2 separate regions of the Callithrix jacchus genome follow, and region 2 is linked to region 1. Evidence: chromatin contacts called from public Hi-C data. All regions are on one chromosome and are shown on one strand. The core of a region is the stretch at or near the end of the contact, and the rest is flanking DNA. Distances in the headings are between cores, read along the strand shown.

Region 1 (2,587 bases), core at 44-2,543:
GTCCTGCACCTGCACTTTCCGCCCCGGCTTTGCGCCCTCCTTGCCCTCGGCCCTCCCACCAGCCGCCAGCCTCTGGCCTCCCGCCTCCAGCGTCCAGGCGCGCTTCCTCGTCTGGCCGTCCGGGCCTGGGTGAACCCTGCACGTCGGCTCCGCGCGCCTTTGTCCCCGAGGCGCGGCCTGGAGCTCCCGAGCGCACTGCTGGGCCGGAACGTCGGCGCGGGACAAAAGCCAAACGCCGCAGGCGAGGCGACCCCGAGCCTGCTGCGCCGCCTTCCCGGGGGACCCGCGGCTGCGAGTCAGGTGAGGCCGGGACGAGCTTCTGCAGCGTCGCGGCCGCGTCGGTCTCGCGGAGGAGATTTGGGTCGGGAGCTCTGGAAGCAGGTGGTCCGGATGCTTCTGAGGCCGCTGATGGGAAGAACGAGCCGGTTCCTTCCCCAGCCCGCCCTCCTCCCCGCGCCGGTTCACACAAAGCACCGCGAAGGACGTCAGACCCGGGTTGGAAACGGCTCTGGATTCCCTTAAACACGCGGTGACGGCGGCGGTCACTGTCAGCCTGCAGCTAACAGTGCGAAATGCGGTTCGCGTCCTGCGTTTCCGCGCCGATTCCGGTGCCCCGGAGGCTCCCTGGGTGTTCTCGTGCTTTAGACACGTACCCAGCAGTCCGTTAAAGAGGTTGCTGCCGGCCGGGCGCGGTGGCTCACGCCTGTAATCCTAGCGCTTTGGGAGGCCGAGATGGGTGGATCACCTGAGGTCAGGGGTTCAAGACCAGCCTGGCCATCATGGTGAAACCCCATCTTAAAAAAAAAAAAAAAGAGGTTGCTGCCTTGTACAAAGACCTGGAACCTGGGGATTTAGGGGTCTGGGCGCCAGGCTTATCTCCAGGTCCTACACGCACACACACACACACACACACGCACACACACACGAGTTTAGGCTTAGGAAATCTCGGGCGTGGATTTTGTTTTGGAGGTGGGATTAAATTTGCATAACATAATGTTCACCTCTTTAACCACTTAAAAGTGTGAAGTTCATTGGTTTTATTGTATATTAATAAAGTTGTGCAATCATCACCACTATCTAATGCTAAAAACATTTCATCACCCCCCAAAGAAACTCTTGTTCCCATGAAGCAGTCTCTCCCTATTTTATTTTTCCCCCAGCTCTGGGCAACCACTAATGTATGAGGATTGCAAGTAGCTTTTACAGTAATTGTTGTCCAGTTAACCCGAAAGTTCCATCTGTGTTGTGACTGACTGTCTCTTGGAAATGGCTAACAAATTTATACCTTCTCATCGGAATCATGCTTTTTTTTTTTTTTTCCAGCTTATGCAAATTACCCTTCATTTTTCTTTAGGAATTTTGTTATTTTTTTGACATGTAAATTTTCTTAAATTCTCCTTGCAAGTTTTTTGGTTGCTTCTATGGATGGATTCCCTTCTTTGTTCCCGCTGGGTCTTCTGTGGGAATAGACCAGTTTTGTCTTTTTTCACTTTTGTCATTAGGTGGGGAATAGTGACTCACCGGGCGGGTGTCTGGTCAGTCAGTCCTCCGGATGGCAGCCATCAACCCGTGGGCCTCCTGGGGTGAGTCCAAATCATGTTACTTCTGGGCCTCCCCTAACATTAGCCGCTGCAGTCATGGGTCAGAGCTGGGGAGGGGCTGAGGACTTTTGAGGATGGAAGTGGGGTCTGTCTGTCTTGGTACAAAATTAGAAGCGATTGGTGGTAAAGAAGGAAAATTTTTGGCGTAAAACACAGTAACTTTTATGTGTTTTATAGCCTCTCCTGAGAGTTGTTACTGGTTTTAAGAGATTTTCTGGGCCGGGCGCGGTGGCTCAAGCCTATAATCCCAGCACTTTGGGAGGCCGAGGCGGATGGATTACGAGGTCAAGAGATCAAGACCATGCTGGTCAACAAGGTGAAACCCCGTCTCTACTAAAAATACAAAAATTAGCTGGGCATGGTGGCGTGTGCCTGTAATCCCAGCTACTCGGGAGGCTGAGGCAGGAGAATTGCTTGAACCCAGGAGGCGGAGGTTGCGGTGAGCCGAGATGGTACCATTGCACTCCAGCCTGGGTAACAAGAGCGAAACTCCGTCTCAAAAAAAAAAAAAAAAAAAGAGAGAAATTTTCTGATGGTTTGTGGGGTTTCCAGAGACAGCGATACGTATAATAAAGTATTGTCTCTACTGCTCCCCTATATATTTTTACCTTTATAATTTTTTTACTTATACAGCATTGGTAACTTCAAAACAGTGTTAAGTAATAGTGACTCACATGTGCATTTCCTGTGTGAACCCAGCTTATGTTGGATTTTTTTACGTGCCTTTGGGCTCTGTTTATGGAATTTTATAGTGCCCATTAGCGAGTCAGTTTCCTCTTGCATTTTGTTGCCTTTAATCACTAGATTTGGTGTCACAGACCTAACCTGATTCTTCTGTGCAGGTGCCCTTATGGACCAGTCTTGGGGGATGACAGCTGTTGACCCATGGGCTTCCTGGGGTGAGTCAAGAGCCTGGTCAGCTGTGGACTGCCATGTTGTGGCCTCTCCCTGTAGTGCTCTGCCATAGCTGGGGATCAGAATGGGGA
Region 2 (2,587 bases), core at 42-2,541, 190 kb before region 1:
CAGTCAGCCAAGATCGCGCCACTGGACTCCAGCCTGGGCAACAGAGGAAGACTCCATCTCAAAAACAAAAAAAACATAAAAAGACCGGTCAATTACTCTTCCCAGTATAAAGGATACAAGGAAGAACCTCAACGTGGCCTTCAGAAGCCCCCACCTAGTCTGCATTCTAACGACACCCTTGGACAACCAAGCCACCTGCGGTTCCACCACCACGCACGGTCTCACACAAGCAATCCCTACCCCCTCCCCGCAGTGAGCTGGGGGATGCGGGTATCGCGGGGAAGGTGGTATCCCACGGCCATCCGCATCCCTCCAGGCGCGGCAGCGGACTCAAAAGCCTTAGGAAGCCTCTACTCACACAGGACCAGACCGTCGGAAGCCTTGAGGCCATAGTTTCCTCCTTCTCAATGTGCCTCTAGTGCAAGGGCGCAGAGTCCTGAGGAAACCGAGGTTGGGAGGGGAGGGAGAGGCGTAAGAGCTCCGCGGGGGACCTACCCTCGCCTCCGCCCAGGAACGGCGCCCTCAGCGGGAAATGACAAGTCCACCCAAACTGGAAAACGCCCAGCGTTGAGTCACAGGACTCCCACAGGACTGGACAGAACCATTTTCCCCTCCCCGATAGGACACCAAACAAGCCTCCTCCGTCCCACACACCGGAGGGGATCGCCCCCACTGCCCCCGACCCCACGCTCCCGTAGGCGATCTGTTCTCTCCACCGTGGCGCCCCGAAAGCACTGTTTCCCCTCGGGGTTCCGGGTCACCGACCCCATCCCACAGAGCGGCGACAGGACGGCAGACACGGCCAGCTCCGGGTAGCCAACCTCTGCGGGAAATGCAGAGAGGCCGCGCTCGCCCCCAGCGAACCGCTCCGGAGCCGCCCAGCGCAGCCCCAGACCGACGCAGGTTTCGCGCGGCACTCACCCGGCGCGCGCCGCACAATGGCGCCCGTCGGCCTGCGGCGAAGTGCGTCAGAGCGCCGTCCAGGACTACAACTCCCAGACGCCCCCGCGGCTCGCCTGCTCGCCTCACCCGGCGACGGCCATCTTGACTGGTCGGTTCTGGGCGGCAGGCGAAGCCAGGGACTGCAGGAGGGCACTCGTCGATGTCCCTTGGCGGTCCGGCTGGGCAAGGGGAGGCCTCTGGTGAGGGACGCTAGGCCGCAGGGCCTCACACCAATGTACGGCGACCCGAGCTGGGAGAATGTCGTGCCTCCCCACGAAGGCGACCACTCTTGGGGCAGAGCAGAAACGAGCTAGGAAAGGAGCAGGACAGGGGTCAGGCCGGAAGTGCCGGAGTGGGTGATGCTTGGTTGGTGGTGGTGGGGGCGGGATTTATTATGACGTCCCTTGGGAAGAGGAAGGGCGGTTAGGACCGGAAGTCTATGGGGCGGGCCTAACTGGCTGCCCCTCTCAGTGGAGGGGCGGGGACAGGGAGGGCGGGGAGAATGCAGGAGGCGGGGCTAGGGACTACGCAACTTTTGGGAGAGGGAGGGGCGATTGGAGGAAGGAAGTCGCGGGGGGAGTGGGGAGAGCTGCTGAAGTTCCATCAGTTTCAAAGGCGTGAAAGAAGGGGTAGGACTGGGAGAGCAGGAAGTGTGCAAGGAGTTGGGACTGACGGCACCGAGGTTTCTGGCAGATGGGTCATGCCCAGAAGTGAGGGTGGGCGGGGCCAAGCAATCACTCGAGGTCAGGGAGGGGCGGGAAACTCGGAGGACTTGAATTGTGATGGGAACGTGGCTAAACGTCCACCCTAGTTCTGGAGAGATGATCAGGGCTAACTGTACCCCAGGCACTGGGGAGGAGGAGCAGGATCTTCTGCCCATTTTCCTCCTGTGGTCCACTTTGCTGCTGGAAGCTGAGGTGCTCATGTCTAGGGAGAGGAAACCGAAATCTGTGTGCTGCCCTTCCTTGGGCCCCAGGGTGCTCACATCTTCTTTAGGAGCTCAGGACAAGGAAGTATTATTCTCTTGGCGTCCCTCAGGGACCTACATCTGGTGTTTTCTCATCTCCCTTAGGTCGAAGGTCCTGATACGTTCTTGTCTTCCTTGGGGCCTGGGGGCTCTGATGATCTCTCTGGGGGCTCAGGGCACTGTGTACTCTTTAATGGTATTTCCTGACAGGTCTCAGCAGCCCTCTACCTCCCTCTGGTGGTCTGAACACTGCCTGCCAAACTTGTTCCACTGGTTTTTCTTTTGGTCACTGTGGAGTATCCAACCTCAGGGTACACATTATCTTAATTGTTGTTGCTGTTAGTGTGTTGATTTTTGTATAGGAGTATTTACTCAGAGACTGTACGGATATCTTTTAGTCTAATATTTCCTTGGATTTTTCTTGTCTATTATAGATAGAACACCCAATTCATTCCCCAATGATTTGATATCTTCCTTTTCCATATTTAAACTTAAAAAGATTAACATTGTATAGTCCTAGCTACTATGACAGAGCTATGTTAAGCAGTCATGTTTACTAATAGTCTTGTTTTGTTTTGGATTTGAATACGGATACGTCTAATCCTTCATCAAATTTGATGGAGGCCCTTAATGTCAAGGAAGCAAGCCCCTTGGAAATTCTTTTTTTTTTTTTTTTCT

Evidence for each region. Hi-C and Micro-C count contacts between places; a contact is called where the count stands out from the background.
Region 2: a contact with region 1 is called in a Hi-C map of skeletal muscle, with 5 times the contacts expected there. The contact joins the promoter of ZNF274 here to the promoter of LOC103790146 in region 1. A contact is called at or near these places in 2 of 3 Hi-C or Micro-C datasets (induced pluripotent stem cells and skeletal muscle).

What each region holds. Positions count from the first base shown.
Region 1 is chr22:50,704,809-50,707,395 of calJac240_pri, reverse strand. LOC103790146 reads right to left here and starts at 1,293. Exons shown (of 2, transcript XM_035284402.3): 1 at 1,286-1,293; 2 at 1-703. The coding sequence starts at 1,293. ZNF606 (zinc finger protein 606) reads left to right here. Exons shown (of 8, transcript XM_078361017.1): 1 at 1-300; 2 at 1,503-1,583; 3 at 1,779-1,917; 4 at 2,444-2,500. The coding sequence starts at 2,452.
Region 2 is chr22:50,894,014-50,896,600 of calJac240_pri, reverse strand. ZNF274 (zinc finger protein 274) reads right to left here and starts at 1,291. Exons shown (of 8, transcript XM_035286142.3): 1 at 1,030-1,291; 2 at 359-436. The coding sequence starts at 391.